2 separate regions of the Sus scrofa genome follow, and region 2 is linked to region 1. The links are chromatin contacts, called in public HiChIP or PLAC-seq maps. All regions are on one chromosome and are shown on one strand. Each heading gives the region's core, a stretch centred on a gene start, on an enhancer-like site or on the middle of the called end of the contact. The rest is flanking DNA. Distances are from core to core; before and after follow the strand shown.

Region 1 (3,608 bases), core at 776-3,275:
AATGGGGGACTTAATAAAAATTATAAATTATTTTTGTAATTTATATGTGGGACTTATAAATGGGAGACTTTATAAAAATCCGGCCTATCCCCTGCCTGACACCCTGAATGTTTAGAAGTCTGAAGTGCTGTTACTCTTGGCTGGTGCCTTTCGAGGGGACCGCTTGTCCTGGACCTCTAGTGGCCGCAGGTCCCCTGGAGAGCAGGGCCATCAGTGCGTGTCCTGGGGACGTGGCCTCACGGGCTGCCCGTCTCTGTTGCAGGCACATGGTGTTTCTCAAGGAGCAGTATGGGAAGCAAGTGGTAGTGAACCTGCTGGGCAGCAGAGGCGGAGAAGAGGTGCTCAACAGAGCCTTCAAGGTACGTGGCTTCCCCTTGACCCGGGGAGGGGGCAGGCGAGGGAGCCAAGGGGCCCCTGCTCTGGGCGGGCTTCCTCGGGGGCTGGAAACCGCAGCATTGCGTTCCTCCTGCTTGTGGAGGTTTTTCTATCAGAGCTTCAGCTTTAGATGATGGGGGCTCTTGATGAATAAAGTTTAATTTTGGGGGGCGGTGGCTGGGGAATTTGCTCAAAATGAAAACAAAGCATCTCCCATCTCCAGGTGTGTTTTTTTGGTTGTTTTTTGGGTTTTTTTCTGGACGAATGTTCTTTTCGTTTTTAGTGTTAAGTTTTTAAATTACTCAATGAACTTTATTACATTTGGACTTGTACGATGATCATCATAACCCAATTTTATAGCATGTTTTTGTTCCAGCGCTCCCCATGGGGCATTGAGGACTCTGGACGGCGGGGCCTGTCCCTGGCTCTCTTAGATGCACGCGTGTGTGCGTGCATGTGCACACGTATGTTTGGGCTTCACCCTTGACCTGCTCAGGGACTTGGAGTTGCCTCCTTCCTTGCTGGTCTGGCTCAGCTGCTGACCAGCGGCTCCTGGCAGGTTCGTACCGACACCCACAGGGCACTGGTGCCTGAGTGGCTCTTCAGAGTCCCTGCTGGGTTTAAAGTGAGCCATCTTCCATGATTTCCTCCTGCTGACTTGGCGTCTTCAAATATTCCATTCTTGTTTGGGCTGCCCTGGAAAGCTGCTTCCTGTGCCCAGTGCTCTGTGGGCCCCCCGAGGCTTCCCGACACACGTCGGGGGAGGAAGCAGTAAGAGCAAGGCCCACCTTGCCCGCATCTCCGAGTCCCCACTGCTTCCGTGTGTTTTCAGCCCACTGTGGACAAAGCTGCAGAATGAGCTGTGGCCGTGGGCTCCACAGCTCTTTTCCAGCTGCTCAAAGCCACCGCTGGATGGGAAAAAAAGCCCTGTGGTTGTTGAGAGCTCAAGGGGGCCCCTCGTGGAGAGAATGTGAAGTCAGACTTCACTCCTGGGGAGTCCTGGCTCCTGGCCCGGGGAAGCTGAGTCCAGCTGGTGCTCATTTCCCTCTGCGGAGGAAAGCCACGTGCTTTCAGAGACGTTCTGGTGGCCAGTTTCATTTGGCCAGACCTGCTTTTCCTGTTTGGTTTGTTGCTATTGGCAACAAGCTTGAAAAGTCTCTCCCCTCCCACCCATCTTGGCAGCAGTGTTGGCAGCTTATTTTAAGGAAGAAAAAGAAAGGGAAAAAAAAAAAACCCTCAAGGATTTTTTTCCCCTTTGTGCCTTGATTTTGGGGAGGTGTCCTCAGCATCTCCCCATCAGCTGGTGGACCTCTGGGCAGGAAAGGTGGTGATGGCAGCAGGCCTGTGGCCCAGTGGGGGAGGGCAGGCTCCTGGGCAGGTAGGAGGTAAGAAGCAGATGCTACCTGGAAAGACCTGGGTCGTGGTCCTGACTGGGGTGTCCCCCGAAGGGAGCTCCCTCATCCTGTCAGCTCTGCCACACTGACGTGCCCACCGAGGTCCATGCACCAGCAGCCAGCCTCTGACCACAGAGACCAGGTATTTGCTCCAGAATATGAAGCCACCAAGCGCATGCTTCAGCTGGGCTGACTCTTCCACACAGCGAGACCTTCCTGATGACGGCGGCTGCGTGTTGATCTGCAGTCTGGTGCCTGGGGAGTCACAGGAACCAGATGGCCCAGAGCCCTTCTAGTCAGTGACCCTGGCTGGCAATGCTGGACAAGCCTGACCTGAAGCCACGCAGGAGGATCTGGTGGGCGGCCGAGGGCAGGTGCCCTGGGAAAGCGGGGTTCGTCCTTTGCCATGGGGGCCGCCTGGTCAGAGTGCTGAGGGCTTGCTGGCTGAGGTGCTCTGGGTGGAAGGGAGACCTCTGCCAGGACGCCTCGCCTGCCTGGAATCCACCTGCCATGTTTCTCCATCTCTGGCTCGGCCTTTGCTCCAGCTCCCAGGCTGGACCTGGGCCCAGGCGGGGGGCAGGGCTGCTGGCCCTGAGCCCCATCTCCCCGACCCTGGAGCTCCATTGGGCGGCACCTCCCCTCATGGGGTGGCCTGGAGGTGTGCTGGCTGGGGGCCTTGGCTGCTCCTGAGCACACCCTCCCGGAGGCTTGGCTGGTCACTAGGGCAACGGGAGCTGGATTATGAGCTCCGCAGCCTGGGGCACTGCCCTGTACCTGGAGCGCCCATGGCCCTCAGGTGCCTGCAGAACAGAGCAGTCCTTCCCCGTCAGCACCCTCGGTAGAGCCCCGAGGGAGGTGATGTCGGTGCGGGGCCCTGGGCGCCCCCGGGGAGCCACGCCTGCTCTGACCGTCCTGTCCAGCGTGGACCCTCTTCCCTCCTGCAGGCAGGACACTGTTTGTGGTTTTGTCCCCAGGGTCTTTGTTCTGCGCTGCCCTTTCCGGGTCAGGGCTGGTCAGTGGGTCCACCGAAGGCCTTCCAGCTCTCCCCCGTGCTCTGTCACACGGCACGGTCCGCACTCAGGTGTCCTGCCACCCTCTCCCTTCCCCTTCCAGAAGCTGCTCTGGGCTTCCTGCCACGCCGGCGACACACCTATGATAAACTTTGACTTGCATCAGTTTGCTAAAGGCGGGAAGCTAGAGAAATTGGAGAACCTGCTGAGGCCCCAGTTGAAGCTGCACTGGGATGACTTTGATGTGTTCACCACGGGCGAGAATGTAAGTCCACGGTGAGTCTCGCTGCGTCTGGTCCTCCCGCTGGGGGAGCGCGTGCCCGCCCTCGCGGCTCCGGGGCTCCGGGCTCCGCGATGTCAGCCCGTCGGGCTCCAGCTTCTCCTCTCCCTTCCTGCCGTGCGGCGTGCTTGTCAATGTTGGGAGTTGATGATAAGTCATGGTTTTCAGGCAAAATACACATAGTAATGCAGGGGCCTCGGTGAAACGGTGCGGCCTTGGGACCGCATAACTTATCATGCACACTGTGAGAAAACCGGGAAGAGGGAGAGGGGACACAGCTGGCACAAACCCAGGTGACCAAGGAAACAGATGTGGATTTCTCTGTTCCGAGGGGAGAGAGGAAGGAAATCCCATTTCCCGAATCAGTGCAGTGAATCCTCGTTACTTGCAGATTCCGGATTTACAAATTTGCCCGCTTGCTCGAGTTTATCTGCGAGCCTCAAACCAAGTTCCTGGAGCGCTCTGGGTCATCCGCAGGGCTCAGAAGGGTGACGATGCGAGGCGCCCGCTGTGCACGTTTCCGGCTGAGGTGGGGCCAGCGCACTTGGC
Region 2 (3,608 bases), core at 421-2,920, 82 kb before region 1:
TAATGAAAGTGGAAACACGTGGCCTCCGCAGAGCGGTTTGTCGTTTGCCAGAGTGTGTAGCGTGTAAATGGGAATGACGGGTTCGGTGGCTTTACCATCGACCACGTGCTGGCTGCCGAGCGGCTTCCGCAGTTTCCCGCTCTTTCCGTGGTATCATCTCCTGTGTGTTCAGGGACAGTGGTGGGCAAGCCCCAGTTGTAGGCCCTCGCCTGTGTCGTCTCTGGGTGCTCACCGCCCGTCCTCAGCAGGGAGCCGCGCTGACCTGCTCCGTGCACATTGTCGGTTGTGGCTGGAAACAGCTGGTCTCAGGGACAAGGTGAGGGTGCGACCTGTCTCCATGCTGTGGGGCAGCGGCAGAGCCTGGTCGGGGGCTGCTGGTCCCCCGAGGCTCAGGACTGCACAGATGCCCGGGAAGGCTGCGGAGTGGGCCCAGCGCAGAGACCCGGTCCCCCAGCTCCCTGAGGGCAGGCGGAGGGGCTGCAGATGCTGCTCCGGGAGAGGCCAGGTTCGTCGCCTGCCACGGGAAGGAGTGGCCTTCCTGCCACCCGGGAGCCCCCGCCAGCAGCCCGCCCCCGGGGTTGAGGGGGTCTCTGCACTGCCTGGTGCTGGAAGGGTCTGGGGGCCCAGACCAGTTAAAATATTGGAATTTTGCTAATGTTTAACTCATAAGAGATGGAAATAGGAGAGTCACTGACGTCACAGCTGGAGTGACACAGTTGTGTTTCTCGCCAGATCGCGGAAAAGCTGAGGCAGGCCCTCGGCCGCTTCCCGGTGATGTAGGCGCGGACAGCACGTCAAGACACGCTGCCGAAGTGCTTCTTCCTGACTTGGGGCAATGCAATGTAATTTTTTTTTCCCTCATCCAAAAAACAGAAAAGAAAACCAAAAAGAAACAGTTGAAAAAATGGCATTTACTTTGTAAACCAGCCTAAATGCATCAGTTATTTAGGGATATTCTTCTTTTGTTCCTTCCACATCCATCGCCTAAGCCGGTGGAAGTTGTCTATTTTTGGAAAGTACTTAAAGTCAGCAGAATTTTGAAGGGAAAATTAGGGATTTCCCTCACTGATATTTTACATAAAATTTTAATTTATGAATCACCCATGATCTTCTAGTCCTTACCCAATGTCAGATTACTAATTGCTTTCTTAAAAATATGAAATATGCAGAATAAAAAATATATGTTTGTATATTTTTATAACTCTTTCTAGCCCTTTGGGATTCCTGTCTATTTAGGAAAACCCACATGCCTTTCACTGACATATTTATGACTCAGGAGGGAGGAAGCAGAGGGGCTCTTGGGGCCCGGCCCGGCACCCCAAGTCCCAGTGGGTGGGCCGCCCATGTCCCTTCAGAGGACCTGGCTGGGCAGGAGCCCAGGATCAGCTCCCCGGCCCGCTGCCCGCCTCCCACCCCGCAGAGTTTCTGAAGGGCCTCAGCCTGCGCCCGGGCAGGGCGTGCTGGGCGCTGGAAGACTCCCCGCAGGGAGCCCCTGCTCCCAGGGCAGGAGCGGCCTGTGACCTGCGTGCTGGAAGCCTGCTCCTCGGGGCCACTGCCCCCCACTCGCTTTCGTCTCGGCGCTGGGGCCGAGTCGCGGTGAGGAGTGCGGGGAAAGCACCGTTGGCGATTTGCGTGACTGTCGAGGAGCCGGCCTTTGCCCGAAGAGCAAGGCGCGGGTTGGAGGAGCCGCCCGTCCCCAGCAGGGGGCGCGTCGAGGGGCCGATGCGGAGGCCGCCGGCCTGCCCTGCGCGCAGCCGCCCCCAGCCTGGCGTCGGAGAAGGAGCGCAGAGTCGGCGCCCGACTGTGTCCCACGCGGCAGACCCTCGTCCCCACCGCTAGGACGTCGCCGAGGGGCACAAAGCAAACCTCGCAGACACGCGCCTCCCGCGGACGCCCGTTCTCCACAGCGGCCTTACTGCATCGTCCCGTTCCCCCCCCCCCCCCCGCTTTCACTTTTCTGACCGATTGGTTATATTCTAGAAAATGGCAATTTTGGGCCAGCACAAAAAAAGTGACACCAAAAACTAAGTAGAAGTGGAAAGCAAATGAGAACGTCTTGTTCCTCAGTATCACGGGTTTTTGTTCCTGTTTTATAAGTAATTTTCCCCACTTGATTTTTCTTTTATAAAAACTCATAGAGCAGTGTTTATGATACAGCCATTTAATATATGTACAAATTGTAAAGAATATGTATAAATGTTTTACACAAATGTAAGAGCATGTAGAAGCCAACATATATAAATAAATTGTTAAAAAAAAAACTGTACAGTAAATTCTCAAGCACTTTTTCAAGACACTTGTTGGTGTTTTTGTGTGATTTTTGGGGGGAGGAGGGAATGGTTGTTTCTTGTTGCCAGCTGCTGAAAAGAGTCCAGGTAGTGAGTTTTTCCCCAATACTTATTTCTCCTGACATGAATTAATAATTCTAATTCCTTATCAATCCTGGAATCATGTCCCAGTCACCCGAAGAGCTGTGAGGAAACAGACCGACGCCCAGCGTGTTAGGGTCTCTAGAGAGACAACCTACAGACCTACAGGCTGAGCGTGTGTCTTCACGCCTCAAGTGGTCTTACTCTTCTGGACACCCTGTAACAATTCTGTGCTGTAAAAACCTTACATGACACGGTAAGAGAATAAGGGGAAAAACAAAGGTATTTGCTTCATACACACACATGCTGAACAAAATAAGGAAGTATTCACGACAGAGTGCTCGTTTCTGTGTGTCACGTCACGGCTGGTGTTTGTACCCACCTTACTCCACGACCCCTACCACGGTCGCTTGGCCTTCCGCAGGTGCCCACGGTTGTGGTTCTTTCCCTGAAGGGATGACCCAGACCTTCTCTCCTGAAGAGAATGGGCCGTTTGTATTCCTGTTGCTGCAGGTGGCATTATTTCACTCTCTTTCATGGCTGAGTAATATTCCTGCATGTGTGTGTCACACCTTTACCCACCCCTCTGTGTGTGGACATTAGGTGGCTTCCGTGTCTTGGCTGTCGTGAATAGTGCTGCTGTGAACATCCAGGTGCGTGTGTCTTTTCATGTTAGTTTTCTCTGGATATATGCGCAGGAGTGGGATTGCTGGTCACATGGTGACAGTTTAGTTTTTCAGGAGGCTCCATACTGTGCATATTCCCGCCTGGAGTGAGTTGTGGTTTCTGTTGACCCTGGTCTCAGGGGCTGGGACCATGAAGAGATGCCCTAAGCAATCTCCTTAGACATGCTCCCCTGACCTTTCCCCCAGGGTGGAGTGGGGTCCACTCTCCCCTTGGGCAGCGGCAGCCTCACCAGCCAGCACAGCAGCTCCCTTCTTTCCTCTTGATTCCGGGACACAAGAGCCAAAGTGGCTGGGTGGCCGTGCCAGCTTCCAGTTGAGTGGAATCATTGCTGTGCCCTCGGGTGGGAGCGTTTCTGTCTTTAGAATTAATACCTGTAGACCAGCAGAGGGACAGGAATTGATATTTTGTTAGTCACCCGAGGTGGCAGTGTAAACTGATGCGGCCTCTATGGAGAACGGTATGGAGATTATCATACTGACTGATGTGAAGGCAGACAGAGGAAGACAAGTGGTGTATGATGTCATTTATGTGAGTAATCTAAAAAAATGATAG

What was found. HiChIP or PLAC-seq counts read pairs in DNA pulled down with a chosen protein or histone mark.
Region 2: an H3K27ac HiChIP or PLAC-seq map of skeletal muscle shows a contact between it and region 1. The contact joins two enhancer-like sites. A contact is called at or near these places in 3 of 5 promoter capture datasets (fetal liver, fetal skeletal muscle and liver), 32 of 47 Hi-C or Micro-C datasets (adipocytes, adipose tissue, alveolar macrophages and 17 more) and 1 of 2 datasets of contacts at active chromatin or transcription factors (skeletal muscle).

What each region holds. Positions count from the first base shown.
Region 1 is chr1:9,047,253-9,050,860 of Sscrofa11.1, reverse strand. It overlaps SYNJ2 (synaptojanin-2), which reads left to right. Exons shown (of 28, transcript XM_021086423.1): 7 at 263-359; 8 at 2,883-3,055. Among named protein-coding and RNA genes, the nearest start is that of SYNJ2, 60 kb to the left of the region's middle. Within about 2 kb of position 2,025, at least 43 of the 83 cell types and tissues checked have an H3K27ac peak or open chromatin away from gene starts, as enhancers often do. A contact at or near this core is called in adipose tissue, liver, retroperitoneal adipose tissue and 1 more, where this site is marked.
Region 2 is chr1:9,129,018-9,132,625 of Sscrofa11.1, reverse strand. SNX9 (sorting nexin-9) reads left to right here. Exons shown (of 18, transcript XM_003353171.4): 18 at 733-2,266. The coding sequence ends at 780. Among named protein-coding and RNA genes, the nearest start is that of SYNJ2, 22 kb to the right of the region's middle. Within about 2 kb of position 1,670, at least 14 of the 83 cell types and tissues checked have an H3K27ac peak or open chromatin away from gene starts, as enhancers often do. A contact at or near this core is called in adipose tissue, liver, retroperitoneal adipose tissue and 1 more, where this site is marked.